Linked DNA regions of Mus musculus: regions 1 and 2 are each linked to region 3. A link is a contact called in public HiChIP or PLAC-seq and promoter capture Hi-C data. All regions are on one chromosome and are shown on one strand. The core of a region is the stretch at or near the end of the contact, and the rest is flanking DNA. Distances in the headings are between cores, read along the strand shown.

Region 1 (4,170 bases), core at 552-3,051, 460 kb before region 3:
GGGCCCAGGAGATTTGTGGGAAAGTCAGGGAGGAAGAAGAAAGAGGACATAAGGCAAAGGGGCCCCAGAGGCTGTTCTGTGTCCAGGGGCGCCTGAGTGTATTTATGCACCGCTCTCCCGCCCGCCCGCCCTCCCAGCTGCCACTGACCGAGTTCCTCCTCCGAGTGCAGGGTGGGTTCCACCAAGGCTTTGAGTTCAGTGCTCTGTAGCAGGTAGCTCTTGAGCTGGGTCATCATGGTACGGATCTCCTGCAGCATCTCAGTGCTGGATGTCTGGCGGGCCATCATCTCCAGGCTGTACACCTTGTAGTCCTGCACCAGGCTGCCGAAGTAGGAGCTCTTGTCCTGTGCCAGCTCCACCACCTTCTTATACAGTTTGCGGTCGCTGGAGAGGAAGGCATGGAAGACGCTGGCGAAGCTGACGAAGCTGAGGCGGTGGCGGGCCTTGTCCAGGATCATTGAGGGTTTCTTCTTCACGTTGGGGCTGCTGAACTCCAGCTCCTCCTCTGCACTGCTGGTTGAGTAGGAGTCCTGGTCAGCGGCCGAGGCAGGCACCCCCAGGCTGTCTGAGAGTGAGGCCTGGGAACCCTTGAACTCTGGAGAGCTTTGGGGACAGCTGCTGGACTGAACTTGGAGGTGCTGCATGCCAGCTTGCCGGACAGGACTCAAGCCTTCCCAAGATGCACCAGTCGCCTGTTTCTCAGAGGATGCCTCCTGTATGGGGCTCTCCAAGGGACTGAGAAGGGTTGAGGCCAGCTGCCGGGAGACCCGCTTCTTCCTTGGGGGTGGTACTGGGGGTTGTTTGGCCTTCCCAGGAGGCACTGGTATGCTGTCAGCATGGCTGGCTTTGGCCTCTGTGTCCTGGCTTTGCTCCGTGGTCCTTGGAGGCCTGTCCCCAAGGCTACTTACGGTGCTCTGGGGAGGAAGGTTGAGTGATGCTGTCCTAGAAATGCCTGAGTGGTCCCTGTCTGTTGAAGTCCCCACATTCTGGCTTTCCAGAGATACCCTCTCAGAAATGCGCCTCCTGGGAGGGGCTGCTGGAAGAGCCTTCTTCAGGGGTAATGGAGGGGGAGGGGCTTGGTGCAAGGGATTGGGAGTTGTCCCAGGTTTCATCTCTTCTTCTCCAAAGGGGCCCAGGCCTACAGCTGGGCGAGGGAGACTCTCGCAGGCTGTCATGGGTGGTTGGTTTGAGTGGCCAGGGGGGCCCGGTGCATGGGGTGCAAGGTGAGAGGTGGGCGTTAGGGGGGAGTTGGGCAAAGGGCCAGCAGGCGGTACAGGAGGCGCAAGAGGCCGTGCAGGGCCAGTAGGAGGAACAGTGGGTAACGGGGGTGGAGGTGGGGGGCGACGTGGGGATCCCTTGGAGGTGGGTGAGGTAGCATCCGGGGTGGCAGGCGTAGGGCGTGGAGGGTAGCTGCCAGTAGGCAGTGGAGGTGGATCAGCCGGTAGGATGCAGTCCTCGATGAAAATAGGATTCACAAACCACAGGCGGTCATTTCCCACGGAGAGCTCGATTTCACAGGAACAATTTGCGTAATGGGTTGTAGGCCGGAGGCTGGAGGATGCAGGGGTCCCAGGGGCTGGGCTTCTGAGTGGCTCTGCAGAGCCTCTTGAGTTCAGCGAGGAGTCCCAGAAACCTGAGGAAAACAGAGCAGAGTCGGTTAGCCCTGTTTCTCCTTCTAGCAGCGGGGGAAGGGTCCTTGCTTTTGCGTAAGGTTGTTTTCCCTTCTTGGACTCTTAAACTTCTCCCACCACTTCCTGCCTGGAGGGGAAGTCCCCTGTGCACTTGCTAGCTGAGGGTGGAGTAGACCTGGGAGGGGACAAGAGAGGCCCGGCTTCAGTTCTGTGCCCTTGCCTTGGAGAATACCTGTGATAGAGATTTCAGCGTTGGGGTTTCTGCAGCTATTCAGCTAGATAACCCAGGAAGACTGTATCTTAGGTCTTGGTTTTGCTGTCTCCCCAATGGGTGTCTCAACAGTAACATGGAACCCTACAATAAAAGGTGAGGGACTAGAATTTACTATGGCCATTGCAGCTGCCACACACAGGAAAAGGGAACCAGAGAGCTCTGGGTGGTAGAACTGGACCTGTATCTTCGCACTGCAAGCTGCTGTGACCCGGGAGGGTCTTGACACTGAGGAGCTAGGCTAGTGGACACGTGAGGGAGGACACAGCTCCCACCTTTAAGCAAGCCCTGTCCTGCTGGGTATCTATCAACTAGTCCTCCTAGCCTTGTCTGTGATGGAAGCCATGAGGCAAGGCCTGACTTGAGAGATCTTGGCCTCTGGGTACCATATCCCAGCAAACTCAGGGATGCTCATGGCCTCTCAAAAGATACTGGGCTATATGACTTCTGGAGGAAAGGCCACTCTGAGCTCATGAGAGTGGCTCCATATGGAGAGAAACATTGGTCTCATGTCCTGCTCAGTGTCACCATTTTAAGGGATGGAAGGACATGAGCCAGGCTGGATGGATTCCTGGAAGAATAGCAGACACACTCTTTTGTCCATGGTTCCTCAGTAAGACCCCTATGCAAAGGAGTGCCAAGTGTGACACCAGGAGGGAACAGTCAGGGTTCGTGCCGTAGACCAGCCATGGGCTGCAGTTTTACTGCCACTGTCTTGATGACCTCTGGTCATAGGTCTTGTCCCCACTTTACAGACGAAAGCAAGTGACTCAGGGAAAAAATGTATTCATCTGAGGTCACAGGGTGCTGGGGTTGAACAGGTCAGAGTAGCCCCTCACTGCACCACAGGCTTTTTTGGAGGAACTTGCCCCACTTCCTGCTTCAGTTGCTTTGCCTGCCAGCATGTGGCTGGTGGCTCTGACCCCATGTTGTAAGAACACAGCAAGCCCTTTTGTTTTTTTTTTTCATTGTAGTACTAAGGATTGAACCCAGGGTCCCCCACATGCCAGGCAAATGCTCTACCATGGAAATATCTCCCCCTTTTAAAAAAAAAACTTTTTTTTTTTTTTCAAAATTTGAGGCAGGGTCTCACTAAGTTGCCCAGGCTGTCCTTGAACATTTGATCTTCCTGCCTCGGCTTCCAGAGCTGCTGGGATGACAGATCTGTACCATCAGGCATGGCCACCACAGGTTCTTAATGGTGAACTGAAAGATGCTGCAGGATGGCAGGGACATGCAGAGCCAAGTGTGAGCCAGTTCTAATGATGGCATGCTTAGTGACACTGGCCGTGGCCACCTTGGTGGCCTGAGGTTGTTTGCCCATCAATGTGAGCAGGGTACAAACCCAGGCTAGAAAGCAAGCTGTGCCCTATTCAACTGTGAGCGCCTCTTATGGAAGGGAGCATGCTATTCACCATGGAAATCTTCTCTAGACAGATTCTGCTGCACCTGACAGCCAGTCCAGGAGACCCAGCTGTTACCACAATACCAAGATGGTGACCTTTCATGTGTCTTTTTAACAATATGCAAACCTCACAGCCACGGGGTAAGACAGATCAGGTTAGGTTTTCCCACAGCCTGAGGGCCACTCTTCATGAGGGCCGGGCTATGACTTTGCCCTCCAAGATAGCATCTGACTCCTGAATGACCAACTCTTGGTGCCCACATACACAGATGGTTTTACTATGTAGAATAAGCATTGGGAACACTGCACTCATGATTATGCAAGCCCAGTACAGCGATCCAGTACCCTTGAAGTCTTCCCAGCAGAAGCATCAGGCAGCTGGGTTTACAGTCCTGATGGTGAACCATTCAGTATTCCCAGTAAGCTGAGCTCAGCGTCTTCTGTGCGCATGCCACGTCCCTTGAGACATGCGGTTGAAGGACAAAGTCATGGGGTAGCAGATGTCCAGAACTTCCCATCAATGCCTGAGCATGACCTCACTCAAGGCCTATGAGATCTGTTCCCACATATATTTCTAGAATTATCTACTGAGCCTTCATCTGCTATGCATTTCTTCCTGGACACGCCATATGCTGCCCTATCCTTGGATCTCGGCTGACGCTGTCCTCTCTGCTTAGAATTCTTTTCCTCCCCACCTGCTAGGTTCTTACTCATCTTCAAAGACTAGAAGGTCATGTCTGGAGTAAACTTCCTGATGTGTGCAGGACGCCTGTGTCTCTTAGTCCTACAGTGTATTCCGATTGCAGGGACCACCATCGTGAGTGGTCCATTCTGTGCTTTGGTCCGAGTGCTCCACCACACTC
Region 2 (3,989 bases), core at 900-3,399, 470 kb before region 3:
TTATATAATATAAAAATACAGAATATATATATATATATATTTGTGGGCACACTCAACTTGCAGAAGTCAGTTTATATATATATATATATATAATTATTTTTAGACAGGGTTTCACTACTTAGCCCTGGCCTGAAATTCATAATAAAGACCAGGCTAGCCTTAAACTCCTAGAGATCCACCAGCCTCTGCCTTCTGAGTGCTGGGATTAAAGGTATGGTTGGTTTACCACACCTGGCTAAGGATACTTATTCAATGTGGCCAGACTGGGAAGAGGACAAGAAACCCAGCAATTCCAACAAGTCTGTCATCCAAGCTCGGTACTCTTACAATGATGTCTGAAATGTAAAATGCGATTTTTAAGTGTTTTAAAATATATAGGATACGTAAGAAACCGAGAGACATGGATGCCTGGGTGTGTGTGGAGGAGGCGCTGGGAGCCCACCTTCTCACTGTAGTAAACACTGTTTTAACAGGAAGAGCACCGTGAGTGTATTACCTATCATAAAAACAATTTCCAAGGATGCACAGGAAATTTTAGTTATCACATGAAGTTTTTAGGGATTAAAATAGTAAAAATATTTGATGCTATGCAGCCATAATATCAGCAGCACTCAGGAGGCAGAGGCAGAGGCAGAGGCAGGCAGATCTCTGTGAGCTGGACGTCAACTTGGTCTACGTAGCAAATGCAAGGCCAGACATAGCTACAAAGCGAGATCCTGTCCATTAAAAAAAAAAGTATTACATTTAAATTTTTATTTTGTGTGCACATGTGTACATGTATTTGTGGGCACACTCAACTTGCAGAAGTCAGTTTCCCTTCCACCACAAGAGTCCCAGGAATTGAAATGAGGTCCCCAGACTTGGCGGCAACTGCCTGCCTTTACCCACTAAAATATTGGCCCACCAAATTCTCTTCTTTAAAAATAATCTTAATCTTTAAGGTTTCCCTGAAGTAATTGAGGCTTTAAGGTATTTGAAGCTGCAGCAGCCATGGAATTTTAAGTTCAAAGACAATGCTTTGCTGGGATGTTTATCTGGCCATCAACTTGTTAGGACTTCAGAACCTTGCTGACATCTTTCACTTTTTAAATTTTTTGGTAGCTTTTATTTTTAAATTTATTTGTTTTATGTATATGAGCATGTGTCTTCAGACACTCCAGAAGAGGGCATGGGATCCCATGACAGATGGTTGTGAGCCACCATGTGGTTGCTGGGAATTGAACTCAGGACCTCTGGAAGAGCAGTCAGTGCTCTTAACCACTGCGCCATCTCTGCAGCCTGAGAGATCCTTCACTTTGAATGCAGTGGTTCTCAACTTTCTTAACTCTGTGACTCTCTAATACGGTTCCTCATGTTGTACTGACCAACCCCCTCCCCAGTCATAGAATTATTTTCCTCACTTCTTTATAACTATAATTTTGTTACTGCTATGAATCATAATGTAAATATGTAGTACATCTAATATGCAACCAACCCACAAAAACCAACCCATGTAATATGCAATCGACTCACAGGTTGATAACTGCTGCTTTCTTTAAAGGGAAGAAATTGAATCATAGAAGAAGAGGGTGATATGGCCAGGATCACACGGTACCGCCCCTGCCCTTAGCATCCTTTCTCCCAGTCCCTAGCTTTTCTGATATTCTCTAGCCTGCTTTTCCTGGCTATTAAGGCCAAGCCAATGGTCTTGGACATGAGGCTGATTCTGCCTGGGACCCACCCCAATTCATCTTCCCATCCTAACTATGGGAGATCTACTGGTATCTGAACTGGCCCTGGATGAAAATGAAAATGCTCGCTTCCAGACTCCTTAAGCTTGGCTGAGCAGGCACAGCCCTGAGTCCGCCGCTGTGGCAGGGAGAGCAGGGCAGGGTTAGGGGTGCTCTGATTCTGAGTCCTGGAGATGAATGAGCATATTGAAAAGTCACTTGCCTTTCTATGTCATGCATGTAAGGGGCGGGGCTTAGTTACGCTTGGGTCACACAACTATATGAGGGCAGACAATAGTTCTGGGAGCTTCTGGTTCTCTCTGAGGCACTAGGGAGGAACTCCAAGCCCTGTTGGGTGCTCTCATAGCCCTTCAAGTCCTATACACCCCATATGGCCCTTCTAGCCCTCTTTGATGGAGACCATGTAGTACCGACTATGAGCACTAGGTGACAGGCGACACCACTATGAGTTTTGCAGACATTTCCCATGTGGTGGATTGCTTGGTAAATAAATCCATTGGTGAGATTAGCTGGGCACAGGTTAGGGAGGGCACATGGGCAAAAGGTCTATGAAGACACGTGTGGGAGATGTTTGGATTCTTGGTTGGCTCTAGCCAGGTTATTTCCCTGAGATGGGGTGGGTATAAGAAGGGGGTCACATCAGGCCTCCAAGCTGCTTACAGGAAGGCCCTCATCTCTCCTGCCACAAATGCCTACTGGGAAAAATCACAGGAACCAGCTATCAGATCTGGGATAAATCATACTCCATCCTAGGCAGGAGGGGTCACGCGAACGCATAGGAGACAGTGTTTCCATAGGTGGAGAGAGATCCAGTGCAGACACGGGCACAGTGCCTTGTTTCCCAGGACTTGGGTAGACACTGTCTCAGGGTGGGTGTCACACTTTCAGCAGTGCTGGCTAGAGATCCCTGCCAATTTCTTTGGTGTCTGGGTGCTTCCATGGGCATGGTGAAACCCAAGAAAAGCCTTGAGGAGACAGAGGTCCCAAATGTGAGAGTGAGGTGTTTGTTGATTCTCACAAGACTCCCAGACTTCTGGCATGGATGGTTCAATGAGTGCATGGGTTGGTGGATGGAGATGTGGGGGATGGAGATGTGGGGGATGACAGAGTGTGTATGGATGAGTTGAAGAGTGGGTAGGTAAGTTTATGGATGGATGGACTGGTGAGGAAATGGATGGATGGGCTGGCCAATGGAGGATGGATGGAGAGATGGGTAGATAGATAAATGAATTGGTGGGTAGATAGGTAGATAGGCTGATATAGATGCGGATGGGTGGATGGATGGATGGATGGATGGATAGATGGATGATGGATGGATGGATGGATGGATGGATGGATGATGGATGGATAGATGGATGGATGGATGGATGGGTGGATGGATGGATGGATGGATAGATGGATGGATGGGTGGGTGGATGGATGGATAGATGGATGGATGGATGGATGGATGGATGGGTGGGTGGATGGATGGATGGATGGATAGATGGATGGACAGATGGATGGAAAAGTGGGTAGATGGATGAGTAGGTAGGTAGATGAATGAATAGGTAGTTGATGGGTAGATGCGTGGGTAGACATGTGGATGGACAGATGGATGGTGGGTAGAAGGGTGGATGGACTGAGAAAAGCTTGCTTCTTCTGAATCCCCAGACTTCACAGGAAAACCAGGTGCTCCAATTGCAGGTAACATGTAACTAAAGAGCAAAAGGGGGTAGCTCCAGGTGCCACAGCCACAGCTCAGAGCTACAGACAATAGCAAAGCTCTCCCGCTTTCCCTGTTCCCCTGAGCTTAGAAGACCTCACTGAAGCACTTATGTCAGGCTTGCCACCTCCAGAGGTGGCAGATGCAAACGCATGCAAAGGGGGACAGCCACTCGAGAACCACAAAGCCCTAAGGGGACGCTTGTGCCTGGGAGACTGACTCCATTCTTCGAGGGTGGAAGCCCATAGGACATGCCACGGTTCCTCAGAGTCCATATGGGGCTTCTGTACCTCAAGTGATTCTTAGTGGAGGGGTGGCTGAGGCCCTAGCGGAGGAAGTGGTGGGTGGAGGGACGAGGAAGGGAAACTGAGACAGGCCGCAGCAAATCACACCCTTTCTTCATTCAACCAGGGAGCACAGAGCCCTCAACGCCTCAGTGACTTCTTCCTATGGACACAAGTCCTGGCCAGGGCTGAGTCCCAGGAGCCACCTTATCTATCTAAGAACAGATCTCTACTCGCCACACTCCCTGGAGACAATGTCTGCCATTTTTGCAT
Region 3 (4,226 bases), core at 856-3,355:
TTCAAGCCTCTGCGTACAATCTAATCTTCCAAGCTGACTGATTCAGTCTTCTCTTGGTTTCTGACTGAATTGCTCTGCTTGGCTTTATACTTCACTTTGGCAACATGTTCTAATCTTCTGGCTCCTTCTCATTCTCTGGCTCCTTCTGTCATCACTTGTGTCTAACCTGTTTCTGTAAAACCATCCTGGTAAAATCTCCACACACACCTGTCTCCCTGTCTCAGTCTCTGTGTCTCTGTCTCTCTCTCTCTCGTAGCCTCTTTCCTCTGCTGTTCTGTGAGTTGGATGTATCCTATCTCTGACTCATTCTGTCAAATCTTTCTCTGGTTCGTCACATTGTCCCTTAATTAGACATCACTTTCAAACAAGGCTGCTTCCTTCTACAAACTTGCCTTATCTTCATGTTAGGGATTAGAGGTGTGTACTAAGGGTGTGTCTGTATTCCAGCCAGACCATACTGTATTCCAGGGTTTTTCTGTATTCTGCCCAGTTCCTGTGGGCTTAGAAGATCTTTGGATGTGATCCCTTGTCAGAGCACCCATGGTGTTGGATTAAAATTCCCCTATAAGGTCATGAGATTCTGGTCTTGTCTTAGAGTTTTCTCCTAAGCACCCAGAATTCTCACAGGATTTCATTCTTGGACCATGTTCCAGCAGACACGGAGCTTTAGAGGATTTATACCTACAGAAAAAAGGAGATTACAGTTGCTAAACTTTTCAGTCATTCATGAACCCAACTAAATTCATGTCACTCATCACTCATCATTCTAGACGGAATAAAAGCCAGAGTCCTGTTCATGGGCTACTGGGCCCTTGGGACTCAACTTCTTCATGCCTTCTGGGTCCATACTTACAAATATTCCCCAATTCATTCTTAAGCCATCCTTGCCTTCTTATAAATTCTCAAAATTGCCAGGGGCCTCCAGCCAAAGGGACTTTATTATACTCAGTTATGTCTTATTGTCTAGATAAGCTATATGGGAGCGCCCCCCCCCCATAGCTGTATCTCTCACTTGCTCATTTCAAGTCTCTATGCAAGATTATCTTATTGTGGAGTCCTCAGCCATTTTCTACATCCCCAGGGCTCAACCTACTGTGGCATGCCCATACTCTCCTTACCTTACCCTGTTTTACTTTCTCCCTAACATTCCCTAGTGCCCAGAATTAACAGTAGACATGTTAAATCATTTGACGACTATATATACTACACTTAAAAACACTGTATTGGGCATGATGGTACATTCTTGTAATCCAGTACTCATGAGGTAGAAGCAGAAGGGTCATCAGTTCAAAACCAACCTGGATTATAGGAGAGCCTATCTCAAACAAGGGCTGAGGATGTGGCTAAGCCGAAAAGCCTCAATGCCTGTACAAGTCTCTGGATTTGATCTTCAGCACCAAAAATTCTCCATCATTCAAGCTGAAAGTGTAGCTCGTCAACCCCACCCCCAATGACAGTGTTCTGGCCTGCTGCTTCTCTTGGGTGTGTGTCTTTTCTTCATTTTCTTGTCTTCCTTACTACTAGCCACGTGTCTCTGTCCAATTCCTTGTTCTGGGACACGGAAGCTGAAAAACCCTCGGAGGCAACCCCTAAATTCAAATAGATATCTGGTGAAAATTATTCAGAGAGGGATCATTTGAGAGGCGGTCATGGGATCCCACAATCCTTTAAGTGCATGGTAACTGAAAACAAACACCAAAACAAGGGTTTTCTGCCTGGACATTTGAATTGCAACCCGCTTTTTCAGCTTTGTAGCCTCGTTTCCAACCCTCTGGCACGGATGCTCTTATATCCGCAGACGCTGGATAATAGAGTAATGCAGATGGATTGAGGTTGCTTCCCTGTGGGGTGGGACGACCCTATCGAATCCTAGCGATGCAATAGCTCTTGTAGACAGGATCAGAAGGCACTGTCAAGGGTTACTTCCTCTTACAAACAAAAGCAGCTGCGCAGGTGGGAAGAGCCACCGCCGCCGCCACTGCCTTTTCGGTCTCCACCTAAAGTTCCGCAGGTTACGCGGAAGTCACGGATCTGGCTGGCCCATTTACTTGGTCCTCCGCGATCCCACGGTCCTTCGCGCCCGGGACGCCTCTGGCAGCGGCCCTTCTACGCTATCGCGAAGCTTCTCTATGGTCACTGCCGCTTTCCCGGCAGTGTCATGGCGGCCGGCGTTGAGTTGGCAGGACTGGCCCACGAAACTGAGGAAAGTCAGTAAAGCTGAGAAAGAAGTAGTGCAGCCGCACGGCGGGAAGCCGTGGGAATGAGCAGAGGCCTCGCGGGGCCCACGGTGTCCACAACGGCGAACCCTTGGTGAAGCGTCAGGCCGGGCCTCGGCTTTCTGACGCGGCCGTTGGTGGGAGTGCCGTGTCCTGCGAGTCCTCAGCGTCTGGATCCGCACCAGCTTCGGCGTCCAGGGACATTTGGAGAGGACGTGTCCACCCGCAGCGATGTCGTCCTGGCTCGGGGGCCTCGGCTCCGGCTTGGGCCAGTCTCTCGGTCAAGTAGGGGGCAGCCTGGCTTCCCTCACTGGCCAGATTTCGAACTTCACGAAGGATATGCTGTTGGAGGGCACGGAGGATGTGCCAGGTAACAGCTGGAGCGAGGGCGGTGGGGCTCGGTTGGGATCCACTTGGTTCCGGGTCCGGTCGGTCGGCAGACGCGGACGGGTCCCGAAGGAGTCACTCCACGCTTTTTTCTCTGCTCTCCTCCCTTTACCTCCGTAGCCGCTTTTCCAGCCTTCAGGACCACGGTGGAGAATTCTGGACCTCTCCCCTCATTGAATACGCTGGATAGCTCAGCGAAGTGGACCTGCTGTTTCTATGCCGAATAGGGTTATTTGGGTGGCCCATGCCTATTACTTACTTCGCCCATAGTTTGGGGGCTGATCTCACTTTGATCCTATTCCTTTAGTATGACAACTAAAGTATGGCAATTGCCCTCCTTCCCCCCAAATACTTTGTAACATTAATTACTCAAGATTAAACACTTGATCTGGCTTTAGCACGTTGTTAGGGGAATAGGGCTGTTTTTCTATTCAATTGTTTTCTAATTTTGCTCATCTTGAAGACACTTTGCAGCTGAAAACGTAGTTTTGTGTAGGATGGCACATTCTCCCATACTTTTGGAGAACTTTATCTTTTGAGAATCTTACCTACCTTTACTCACTTTAAAACTTGAAAAATATTGTGGTGTCTCTGTCTGTCTGTCTGTCTGTCTCTCTGTGTGTGTGTGTGTGTGTGTAAATGATGCACATATGCATGAGTGTCTACCTCATCGCCCGTGTGTGGAGGCCAGTAGACAACATTGTGGAGTTCTCTTTTCCCCTTTAGGTGGAATTTGAGGATGGAATTCCTTTTACTTTGCTTGAACGACAAACACCTTTACTCACCCATTCACCTGGCCAGGCTCCTTCCCTTATTTTTGAAGTCATCATCTTGCCGTCCTAATGAATAGTGACCTAGAATTCGATTGTAATCAGTGGTTAGGTTAATTACTCTTCCGATTTCTTGACATTTGTTAAGCAAGGAAGTGAGGAGATCCAGCCTCTAAGAGCACTGGCTGCCCTCTCAGAGAACCCAGGTTCTATTCCCAGCACCCAGTGGCAGGTAGCTAGCTCACAACTTCATTCTGTTTTCAGAGACTCGGGTGTCACCTTTAGGCCTCAGCAGGCAGTAGGCACCCAAATTGTGCACAGACACACATCCATATCATAATACAATAATAATAATATATACTTTTAAAGTTTTAGTCAAGGTTTGCAGTGTAGATTAGGGTGTCCTGGAGCTGCCAGTCTTCCTGCCCCTGCCTCTCAGTGCCGGCATTACAAGTGAGTACCACCACGCTAGGACAGTCTTATTTCTTTATAAATGAACAGCTTACTGTTCTGGTTTAATCTGTGGGAAAGACTAGCTAGAGATTGAACCCAAGGCCTCATGCATGGTAAGCACACTCCACTGAATTATACTCCCAACTCCTGTTTTTTCATCATGATTTATTAGCTGTGCGTATTGGATGGAAATAGAGTAAAATGGTTTGATAGAAAAAGTCATTATATTTAGAAGGAAAACTGGATCACTCCCCAAACCTGTCTTACTTCTTGGGCTTCTGTTGATTGGTAAGGTTCATGACTTAGGACAATGAGAACAAGAGGCCTTCATGTGTCCAGTAAAGAGCCATGGGACTTTAAAAGCAGAAAAGGGCTGATAGCTATGGGAAAGACTAGATTC

The links. Promoter capture Hi-C pulls out the DNA fragments that hold promoters and counts their contacts. HiChIP or PLAC-seq counts read pairs in DNA pulled down with a chosen protein or histone mark.
Region 1: an H3K27ac HiChIP or PLAC-seq map of microglia shows a contact between it and region 3, with 7 times the contacts expected there. The contact joins the enhancer-like site here to the promoter of Trip11 in region 3. A contact is called at or near these places in 1 of 39 promoter capture datasets (the HPC-7 cell line), 1 of 484 Hi-C or Micro-C datasets (CD8 T cells), 11 of 115 datasets of contacts at active chromatin or transcription factors (bone marrow-derived macrophages, embryonic hindbrain, embryonic stem cells and 6 more) and 2 of 9 other capture datasets (adipose tissue and liver).
Region 2: a promoter capture Hi-C map of hippocampal neurons shows a contact between it and region 3, with 7 times the contacts expected there. The contact joins the enhancer-like site here to the promoter of Trip11 in region 3. A contact is called at or near these places in 5 of 39 promoter capture datasets (the C10 cell line, cranial neural crest, embryonic stem cells and 2 more), 2 of 15 datasets of contacts at CTCF or cohesin (large pre-B cells and pro-B cells), 1 of 484 Hi-C or Micro-C datasets (CD4 T cells), 23 of 115 datasets of contacts at active chromatin or transcription factors (VIP interneurons, bone marrow-derived macrophages, embryonic basal ganglia and 16 more) and 3 of 9 other capture datasets (adipose tissue, embryonic stem cells and liver).

Annotation. Positions count from the first base shown.
Region 1 is chr12:102,365,827-102,369,996 of GRCm38.p6, reverse strand. Rin3 (Ras and Rab interactor 3) reads right to left here. Exons shown (of 10, transcript NM_177620.4): 6 at 149-1,633. Among named protein-coding and RNA genes, the nearest start is that of Lgmn, 72 kb to the left of the region's middle. Within about 2 kb of position 1,801, at least 101 of the 459 cell types and tissues checked have an H3K27ac peak or open chromatin away from gene starts, as enhancers often do. A contact at or near this core is called in CD8 T cells, the HPC-7 cell line, adipose tissue and 3 more, where this site is marked.
Region 2 is chr12:102,383,216-102,387,204 of GRCm38.p6, reverse strand. The region is part of intron 8 of Rin3 (Ras and Rab interactor 3); the gene reads right to left. Among named protein-coding and RNA genes, the nearest start is that of Lgmn, 55 kb to the left of the region's middle. Within about 2 kb of position 2,149, at least 7 of the 459 cell types and tissues checked have an H3K27ac peak or open chromatin away from gene starts, as enhancers often do. A contact at or near this core is called in hippocampal neurons, where this site is marked.
Region 3 is chr12:101,911,050-101,915,275 of GRCm38.p6, reverse strand. Trip11 (thyroid hormone receptor interactor 11) reads left to right here and starts at 2,105. Exons shown (of 21, transcript NM_028446.1): 1 at 2,105-2,586. The coding sequence starts at 2,448. It overlaps Gm20036 (predicted gene, 20036), which reads right to left and starts at 2,609. Exons shown (of 2, transcript NR_152255.1): 1 at 1,299-2,609; 2 at 1-681.